Linked DNA regions of Zea mays: regions 1 and 2 are each linked to region 3. The links are chromatin contacts, called in public Hi-C maps. All regions are on one chromosome and are shown on one strand. The core of a region is the stretch at or near the end of the contact, and the rest is flanking DNA. Distances in the headings are between cores, read along the strand shown. Region 1 holds the start of LOC100191164 (putative inactive dual specificity protein phosphatase-like). Region 2 holds the start of LOC103647118 (E3 ubiquitin-protein ligase listerin). Region 3 holds the start of LOC100216732.

The links. Hi-C and Micro-C count contacts between places; a contact is called where the count stands out from the background.
Region 1: a contact with region 3 is called in a Hi-C map of endosperm, with 4 times the contacts expected there. The contact joins the promoter of LOC100191164 here to the promoter of LOC100216732 in region 3. A contact is called at or near these places in 3 of 25 Hi-C or Micro-C datasets (ear, endosperm and tassel).
Region 2: a contact with region 3 is called in a Hi-C map of ear, with 3 times the contacts expected there. The contact joins the promoter of LOC103647118 here to the promoter of LOC100216732 in region 3. A contact is called at or near these places in 8 of 25 Hi-C or Micro-C datasets (bundle sheath, ear, endosperm and 2 more).

What each region holds. Positions count from the first base shown.
Region 1 is chr2:152,400,451-152,403,815 of Zm-B73-REFERENCE-NAM-5.0, reverse strand. LOC100191164 (putative inactive dual specificity protein phosphatase-like) reads right to left here and starts at 1,537. Exons shown (of 6, transcript NM_001136599.1): 1 at 887-1,537; 2 at 463-515; 3 at 318-382; 4 at 159-237. The coding sequence starts at 1,302.
Region 2 is chr2:151,681,320-151,684,468 of Zm-B73-REFERENCE-NAM-5.0, reverse strand. It overlaps LOC103647118 (E3 ubiquitin-protein ligase listerin), which reads left to right and starts at 1,799. Exons shown (of 15, transcript XM_008671676.3): 1 at 1,799-2,099; 2 at 2,535-2,597; 3 at 3,069-3,146. The coding sequence starts at 1,935.
Region 3 is chr2:151,977,165-151,980,602 of Zm-B73-REFERENCE-NAM-5.0, reverse strand. LOC100216732 reads left to right here and starts at 1,949. Exons shown (of 3, transcript NM_001367563.1): 1 at 1,949-3,438. The coding sequence starts at 1,959.

The DNA of each region.
Region 1 (3,365 bases), core at 288-2,787, 420 kb before region 3:
CAACTAACTGACACTGTTTTCAGTGAGAGTAGTCAAGGAGAGACCAAACAAATAAAACATAGAGAAAACCCCATCAAAACTGTAGAAGGCCTATTAACTCAAACTTATGTGACAACAACTCGTAAACACCACTTTAACCAAAATGGATCAGGACTAACCTAATAATTTCAAGCGGAATCTCTTGTACAAAGGACTTGAAGTATCAACTTTGAAGCCCATTTCTTCAAATAATTTCAGCTGCAGGGCACAGAATATTCAGCTAAGCAATAAACACTACATAGTTCATATGCTGCCAGCAGATCATGAGCAAATCTCACCTGGTCAAGAAAACCATCGTTTGGGCACGCCGACTCAGAAATCTCCTTCAGAGCTTCTAATGCTTCTGAAAAAAAGCAACATGAGTAAAATTCAATTATAGATGAAAAGATACATGTGCTCTTTCCAGGAAAAGAGAGTTCAGACCTTCAAGAGATTTCTGTTCTGCTCTCATAAGATAAGCAACAATGATGGAAGCGCTGCAGTAAATTTGAAATCAACCATGAATAAATATACAAAGATGCAAAAGGGAGTTGACAGTATTACACGTGAACAGTCTTGTGCTAACCAATTTACTAAATAGAAACGCTACATTGTTTTCCAATTCGCAATTGTCAAACAGGCATCGGCCTACTCCAAGTGGTTTGTGTCACAACTCACAAGCATTCAGTTCTTATCGCAAGACCAATTGGTTTGGTCAAAGTTCATATCTCCAAATCGCATTCGTGCTGCTATGTTATTACTACCGTGCCGAACCTAATGCCATTGTTAAACATGACTGCTCCGAAGTAGAGATCCTAAATGTACCCACAAAACGAAATCGAAAATGGCAACGATCCAGATGTCCTACCTCCTCGACACCCCAGCAAAGCAATGGACGAGGACATTCCCGACCTTCCTGCCCTCATCGATGAACTCAAGGCAGGGCTCGAGGCGGTCGAGCAGGTCCGCCTCCTCGGTGTCCCGCAGCGGCACGGCCATGCGCGTGACCCGCAGCCCGTGCCCGGCGCGCTCCACCACCCGCATCAGCGTCCCCGGGGGAACCGCGGCAGTCGGTGCCGCGCCCTCCTCGCCGGCGACTACGCGGAGGACCTCCTCGGTGGGGATCTCGAGGCCCGGGCGGCAATCGGTGATGAAGGAGATGGAGGCGGAGCTGACCACGGAGAGGACGTGGGTGAAGTCCGGCGTGGAGGAAGACTCCGTGAGGGCGGCAATGGCGTCTTTGATGCCGCCGAAGTAGAGCCGCTCGCGGACGAGGTACGGCATGGCGGCGGCCGGTGGAGGCACAAAGACCGCCGGTGAGAGTCAGTGAAATCTGCCGAGTAGACTAGTGGAGGAAGAGTGGAAGACCTAGTTTTTTTTCAACAATCCTGAGGCTGTTAGGATGCTGGATTAAAGCCGTTTTGACTGCAGAAAAAGCAAAAGCGGGTGAATTAAAATCGCAGCGAACTGTGTGGAACCGATGGACGAGGAGTCCTTACATCAACAACGTGACATCATCTAACAACATGGGGTGCATATAGAGCAAATCTCCTCTTGTCTTGTCTTTGCCGCTGGGTCGTGTTCTATACGTAGCATCCTGCCTGGCTAGCTCCATAGAATTGAACTGAATGGAATGGAAATAAAAGGCTGGCTGTGTTCTTGCACCTTTCACAGACAGCCTGCTGCTTTTGTCCATTTGTCACTGAGTTCTAATTTGGATAATCTAATATTGACCCAATCCACATATGTTGAGTTAGATTAGAGTCAATGCTGTTGAACACCAAAAGTGGCGGATGGTTCGGCCCTAGGGCCCGGACGGTCCGCGACCTCCCGATCAGATCAACTCAGGTGATTATTCTTATCTCGTGTGTGGTTATCCATTTAATCACGTGTGAGTTGTTGGCTATCTCCTAGAACAGGTCCAGACATCCTCTCCTATAAATATAAAGGGGTATGACCGATTGAGAACCACCGAATACATTTCCATCGAATCTATCCACTATATTTACTTTTTCTGCCCTAGGAGTAGATGTACCGTAGTTATAGTTGTAGCCTTTCGCATATTCACATCCACCCCTATTCGACTCTACGTCGTCTAGATCCGTCTTGATGGTCTGCCGACCCCAAGACGACCCTAGGATCTTACCCCTCCCGGGGGCAAGATCTAGTTGTTCATTCATAATACTATATCTCGGTTGTCTCTTAATTTATAGGTGACTCCATGTCGTTTGGGGACGTCCCGGGTGGCCTGTCGACCCAGAGTGCCCTAAGATCTCTCTCCAGGGGCAAGATCTAGATTCCAGCAAGGAGGAAGACGACCCTGCGCCATCGTGAACCGCCCGACCCTGTGCGCGGATCGTCCGGTGCGACGCAGGGAAGGCGCCGCTCCTGCACCTAGGTCGCGGACCGTCCGGCCCAGAGCCACGGACCGTCCGCGCCACAGAGGGCACCACTAGACGATACACCCCTAGTGATTAGCGTCCGGATCGGCGCCAACACACTTTTTGGTGACTCCGCTGGGGAACTGAAAGAGAAATAGGGTTAATATTTTTCTATAATTAATTTTGGTGGTTGATCGTCAACACGAACACATGGACTAACTAGTTTGCCAAGAATTCATGTATTACATGTGCATAAAAGTTCAACACAAACCAATAAATATTCAAGTTAGGGACCCAATTCAAAAGGAGCAAAAGGGACTTGAGTGTGCTGTGGTCTGGCGCACCAGACAGTGTCCGGTGCACCAGGACCGTACAAGGGTCAACCAACCACTCTCGGGAAAACACAGGTGCGCTCCGCTATAATTCACCGGACTGTCCGGTGAGCCAGCGGAGCAATGGCTACCTCCGCGCAACAGTCGACTCTGACAGCAGGAACAGTGCAGCACAGTGCGTGGCATAGGTCAGAGCAGCGGGTCAGAGGAGCACCGGACTGTCCGGTGCACCACCAGACTGTCCGGTGCCACAAGAAGACAAAGGCGCCAACGATCAACGGCCCAAGAACCCTAACGGTTGGGTGACGTGGCGGCGCACCGGACACTGAACAATAAGTGTCCGGTGCGCCCATCGACAGCAGCCTCCCCAACGGCTACCTTGGTGGTTGGAGGCTATAAATACCCCCAACCACCATAACTTCAAGCATCCAAGTTATCTGAACATCACATTCAATACAAGAGCTCTAGCATTCACTCCAAGACACAATACAAAAGATCAAATCCTCTTCGAGTCCCAAATTCACTCCAAACACTTAGTCTTTTTATAATTATGCAAAATGGGCTACAATTGTCTTTTTACAGATATTGTGGATGATTATTCTCGCTTCACTTGGGTATTCTTTTTGCAGGAAAA
Region 2 (3,149 bases), core at 550-3,049, 300 kb after region 3:
CTTCGAAGGACAAAAGACTTTAACGTTTAACGTTTTCTGTGTTGCCTTGTTCTTAACTCTTAGCATTTGAGAACAAGTCCCCAACACCAATGAAGGGGTATTGGTTCACAAATTCTTGCACAATAAATTCCACGTCAGTTGTTAGTCTCCAATGATTGTGGCTCATTGATGTATACGCGCGCCGCCACGGATGGCAGTGCAGTGGCCTCGTTCCATCTTGGGTTGGTATTGACAAACAGCCAACGCTTCTACGGCCAGTTCGGTCACCGGCGCAGTAGCAACAGCCTGGGACGACATGCTGGTATGGGAGGAGCACCCGATGACATCTGGAGGCGCCGACGGCAGCGCAACAACGGTGGTATAGGAGGACCCGACATTGGGCGCCGCCGTCCGGAAACCCACGTCGCACTGGAGCTCCACCTGGTGCGCCGCGCCGCGCGCTACCGCTGCCTCTTGTTGCACGGGGCCGGCACGTCGTTGGCCTCGGGCTGCTGCCGGTCGTCGCCGTCCGCCGCACTCGACCTGAGGCGCAGCCTGCGGAGCTCCCGGCGGGTCGGCTTGGAGCAGTACCCTGGGGCCTGGGGGCACGTTTCCCTTCGGCCACCGCGGCGGCGCGCGCTTCATCTCTTCTGTCGTTGTCGTTCTTGGTCGGAAGCCGGTCTCGTCAACAGAATTGCAGGAGATCCTGCGTTGGCGTGGTGGTCGGCTAGAACTATAGGTGTACATTTGGGCCGGGCCTGATAGGCCGGCTCGAAGCACGGGAAAAAAGCACGACCTAGGTACGACACAACTCGAAATAATTTAGTGCCGGGTCGGCACGGCCCGATATATCGGGCCAGGTCTGGGCCGAGGTCGCGGCCCATGGGCGGGCACGAGCACGGCCCGTTTAAGGCAGACACGAAATGGCCCATATAGAGGCACGAAAAGGCCCATATATTTATTAAAACCACACTTCATTCCACACTTTCATGTACTTGATAAAAAACATAAAGCTAGAGATAATGTTAGTTAGATGTTTTTTGTAGCTTTGAATTAGAGTATGTGATGTAATTTTATTATTGTTATGAACATTAGATAATGAAATAAACTTACGAACTATATATAGAGCTGATTATACTCTTTTTCTTTCTACAAAATGATTTGTAAACGAGGTAGTCATTGCATAGCTCTGGTAACTTAATACAAATATTAAGTTTGCTTTTGGTCAAATTTATTTGTCTTATCTCTTATTTATTTTAATAAATTTGTTTTGAATTTGAGGCTCTAATGTGAATTTCGGGCCAAAAACTAAATTTCGAGCCAAAAATTGAATTTCAGGCCGCCCGAAATAAGCCCGGCACGTTTAAGCAATTACGGACCATGGGCCGGCCCGGCACGGCCCGGAATTCAAACGGGCCAGACCGACCTAAAATTCAAACAATACGGGCTTTTTTGGGCTTGGGCCGGGCTGGGCCGGGCGGCCCGAATATACACGTATAGCTAGAACTCGAGGATTTTACGCGCGGGCGGGGCTGATACATATAGCGCGGGCGCTGTGTGTCCGAGTCCGAATATTTCGGAACGGCCGACGCGAGTTCGAACAGAATACGGGCGTGCTGCGTGCTGCGTGCTGGGCCTGGTAACCGCTCGTCTCATGACGCTGCTCAAGATTTTCTGATAAGCATGTTGGGCTGGGTTGGGTCAGGTGAACAATGAATGTTGAGAAGGGCTAAGGCCCATTGGGTGGTATCTCCGGTTGCCCAATTCGTCGTCATGGGCCGGCTACACCACACAGCCGAAGCAAAAATAGTAGTAACAAGTATGAAGGCTGAAGGAAACCAAATAAGCGAATGCCCAACAAAATTCTTCACCTGCTGCTTCCGTCGTCGTCTTCGATTCGAGCGGCGGCGCGGCTGTGAAGTAAGCGGGCGAGACGAGACGAGGGATCAACCTCGATGGGGAAGCAGAAGGGCCGCGCGTCCAGCAGCGGCATGGCGGCGTCGCTGGTACCGCACGCCCATGGCGCCGTCCCCACCGTCGGTTTCGGCGGCTACCATGGCGCCGTCCGTGTTGAGCCCGCTGCGCCCTCCGACCCAGACGCCCCGATTCGCCTTACCCCAGTATGCCCCCCTCTTTCTCTCTGTCTGTCTCTCCTTAGTTCACCACTAGTGGAATAGTTTTTCATACTAGCTTTGCGGGAGGGATACTTCGGTCCTAAATTCGGACAATCCTATCTACGCAGCCAGCATCTACTATTTACTAGTCCACTGTGATAGAAATTAGTCGAATTGGCTCTCAGTTTTAGCATCGGTAGAGAGTTGGACCTGGATTTGTAGGTGTAATAGCAGTGTAACACCTTATCTTTCATTCTATATGGTGTCATAACAACATGCTTCATGCTACACCTATCTGTTTTGAGTTCAGCAGCATCTAGGTTCACATGGCACCACCAACAGCCTCTGAGTTCAGTTCACTAGCGCTGGTTTTAGTTTGCCTCATTTTGTGGCTTCAGGCTCGTGGACATTCTGATACCTTATTTCTAATATTATATGTAGGATGTGGATGGTGAAGTACTCCAGAACCTAAAGAGGCTGGGAAGGAAAGATGCAACAACAAAGGTCAGATTGCTAGTCATATTCCTTTTGCAGGCCTTTGTTTTTCCCTCAATATATTGTATGTCAGATTCCTTTCACAGACATTTTTCCCTCACTATATTGTATAATAGCATTTCTGCTCTTGTGCTGATAATATTTAGTTAAGGTTCATTCACCATATCATTGTTTTCTGTCAAGTATCAATTCCCAAATTTTTATATATACCAAGAATTCAGTTCTTCTATCACACATTCATGCAATAAAAGGGAGTAGCTGTGCTGTCAAGTCTGAGGTTTCATCATTATCTTTCAGAGGAGATGCTACAGTTTCCTAATAATTTTTGTTTGTCCTACCATTTTCTTCCTAGAATGTCACATCTTTTCTGCATTGAAGAAAATGGAAAAAAACATCTATAACATTGCTGCGGTACTATGTGTTTTTTAAAGAAGTTGCTTTACTATGTGTTACCCTTCTCTTTTCTATTCTTGAATGCAGATCAAGGCCTTATCTACTCTCTCTATACTCTTTGGACAAAAACCTTGTGAGGAAGTTGTGCAGATTGTTCCACAATGGGTA
Region 3 (3,438 bases), core at 700-3,199:
GCACATTATTCTCCACAACTTGTTGAGCTATGATCTTTTGTGAGCTCACTCTTGCGATATATAAACCTCCCACAGGTGAAGAGTAGGTGGTCGAAGAGGAGCCGCCCTACAATGAAGCATACGAGTTGATCTAGGTGGCGTCTCCCAATCAGCTTTGTGGCGCCAGGGAAATAATATTTAGTTCGCTTTATTATTACTATTTATTTTTGTAAGACTTCCGTTGTGTAATAATGACATTTATCTCTACACTCTTTGTCATTATATGTGATGTTTCCTTGGCATATATATGAGACGCATCCGGTTTTATCCTTTAAATCTGGGTGTACTTTCTGGTGTATTTAAGCTCATCCCAAACGGTGTATTTAAGCTCATCCCAAACTTAGTACCATATAGAAATGCAGATAGAAGATACATATTAAATGTGGTAGCCACTTATATTAAACGTTTTGATCTCTTTATTTTCTGCTTATTTGATTTCTTTATTATCTATTGCAAACAACCTACCATTGCTTGCAAAAATATACAACAACGACTCACTAATTTTTGTACTCCATAAATGAAGATATTATTATATTTCATATTCGAACTACATGTTCAAGCATGGACCCTGCACATCAAAGAAAAAACGAACAACAAATCTTTTAGGAACTAAAGATTTTCTCAGATCATCGGTAGCCTTTTAAGTTGTAGAATGTTTATTTTGTGTCCTCTATATAACTATATATGTCTGCTCAGCTCTTTTGAAGACATTTCGTGTAAATATTGCAACAAACATATTAGTTCTTGGCATAGCTTATATAAGCCTGTTCTGTTCTATATTGTCTTGCTTTGTTCTGTATTAACTGGCAATATATTAATTAAAACAAGTATAAAATAATCAACTTTATAAACAATATAGCATCTTCCATATCAAAATTACAAATCATTTCCCAAAAACATTAAGGCCCCGTTTGTTTCGTTTGTTTCGTTGGAATTGAATTCCATTTCAATAATTATAATTTAGACAAAACTAATTAAGTTTATATATTTATATATGTAATATATTTGTATATTATTCTAAATCATATGAGAGAGATAGTTATATACTACATTTATGTTATAGCGAAGCAAATAGAAGAGTGTGCTATAATTTGTACATCGGAAAAATAGCATGTAAATCTATAGAATCAATTTCCATCTCTCATCCTATAAATTTGAGATAGACTTATATGATAACTTTGGAAAGTGGTAGAATGTCACATACTAAAAAAATAGTTTATTTCATTAGTAAAATTCCAATTCCTCAAAATAAAAGAAAACAGACGGGACCTAAGAGGTTGTTTAGATCATATGAGCTAAAACAAAAGTGACTATAATTTAGTCACGTAAAAAAATAACTTAGTTACTTTTAGCTCTTCGTATCTAGATCTTTAGCTCTGACTAACTTTAGTCAATTTTATTTTAGCTCCTAGATCAAACATGTACTAAGGCTATCTTCAATAAATCGTATAAAGGGTCATACAAATTACTATTTTGTACTGTAGATACATTATTTAAAGGGCATGTTTGGTTCAGCTTTTTTCTGACCAGCTTTTCTGAAAATCTGGCTGTGGAGAAAATTTAGCTGTGGGGAGAATCTGAGTATTATTACGATTACGTGTGGAGGAAGATAAAGTTGTTCATAGGCTCAGGATCTAGAAAGTGATGGATTCCTACTATTACAACGACTCAATCGATTATGTGTTTATGTAGATTTTGGATGGTTTTTGCCCCCAACGAATTTTATAGAAACTGACTGAAAAACTGAGCGTTTGGCAGTACGCAGCAGCTTTTGGTGGCCAAAAGCTGCCACAAGCCGAAACAAACAGGGAAAAGTGGGGATTTAAATATGGAATGAGACCGGTAGGCAAGGAGTTTGCTCCAGATAGGACGAGACGATGGTAACTTAAGCCTACTTTGCTCGCTGCGGCGATGCCACGATGGCGCCACGCTCTTCCACCTTCCTCTCCCGCGTCGCCGACGCCGCGCGCCCGCTCTCTGTCTCCGCTCGTCCCCGTCTCTCACCGTCCTGTCCCTCTCACACCGCCGCCGCGCCCGCCTTCAGCCCGCCCGCCTTCCACACGCACCTCGCATCCGTCGCGTCGCACCTCCCCTCCCTCCTAGCCGCTCTCTCCCGCGCCCGCGCCGCGCGGCTCCCGCTCCTCCCGGTCACCCGCGCGCTTGCCGCCTCAGCGCTCCTCCGCCACGGTCGTCTACCCGATGCCCTCGCACACTTCAGTCTCCTCCCGGATTCTGACCCCACCGCTCCTTTACCCGTACCGCTATGCAATTCCCTTCTCTCAGCGCTAGCGTCGTCCACTGGGTCTCTCGGCCACGCGCGCAAGGTGTTCGATAGAATGCTGGCAGGAGCTGTCGAGCTGAACACCGTTGGGTTCGGGGTGTTTGTTAATGCCGCAGGTAGGAAAGATGACGGACTGGCTGAGGTCCTGCGCCTGGTGGATGTGGTGGGCTGTCAAGGGAGACGGGTTAACAGGTCGGTTGTGGTGGCAATGCTTGTGGACGGTATGTGTAGGGAGGGACGAATTGAGGATGCTTGGCGTGCTATGGATGAGATGAGGCTACGTGGGTGGAAACCAGATTTCTTGGCATATAGGATTGTGGCCGAGGGGTTTAGGGTACAGGGGAGGGTGGAAGAGGAAGGAAGGATCTTGAAGCAGAAGAGGAAGCTTGGTGTTGCGCCTAGAAAGGATGAGTACAGGGAATGTGTGCTTGTGTTGGTGTCCAACAGGCTGTTTAGAGAAGCGAAGGAGATTGCCGAGGCGGTTGTGTTGGGAGATTTCCCAATTGATGATGATGTGCTGAACATTTTGGTTGGTTCAGTGTCTGAGATTGATGTCGATGGTGCTGCCATGTTCTGCAAGTTCATGATGGGGAAGGGGAGGTTTCCAAGTACTGAGATGCTTGCACACCTTTGCGAGAGTCTTTGCAAAAGTGGGAAGGGCGACGAAATGTGGGAGATTTTGAGGGTGCTTTTGGACAAGGGGTATTGTAGGAATGCAAGGGGTTACCATTTGGTGGTGTCATTCTTAGGGAAGGCTGGAAAGGTTAGGGAGGCATATGATGTGCTCAAGGAGGTGAAAAAAAAGAGGCTAGAGCCTGACATTTCATCATATAACTCCCTTATGGAAGCGCTGTGTAGAAATGACCTTCTTAGGCCAGCCAAGAAGTTGTGGGATGAGATGTTTACCAGTGGGTGTAGCCCAAATCTGCAGACATACAATATACTCATAACAAAATTTACAGAAATGGGTGAAAGCCAAGAGGTCCAACAACTCTTTGACCATATGTTCCAGAAAGGTGTGGCCCCAGATGGTGCAACATACACGTCCTTCATCAATATGTTGTGCCAGGAAAATAAATATGAACGGGCCCTGGAGGTCTTTAATAAATCTTGGATGC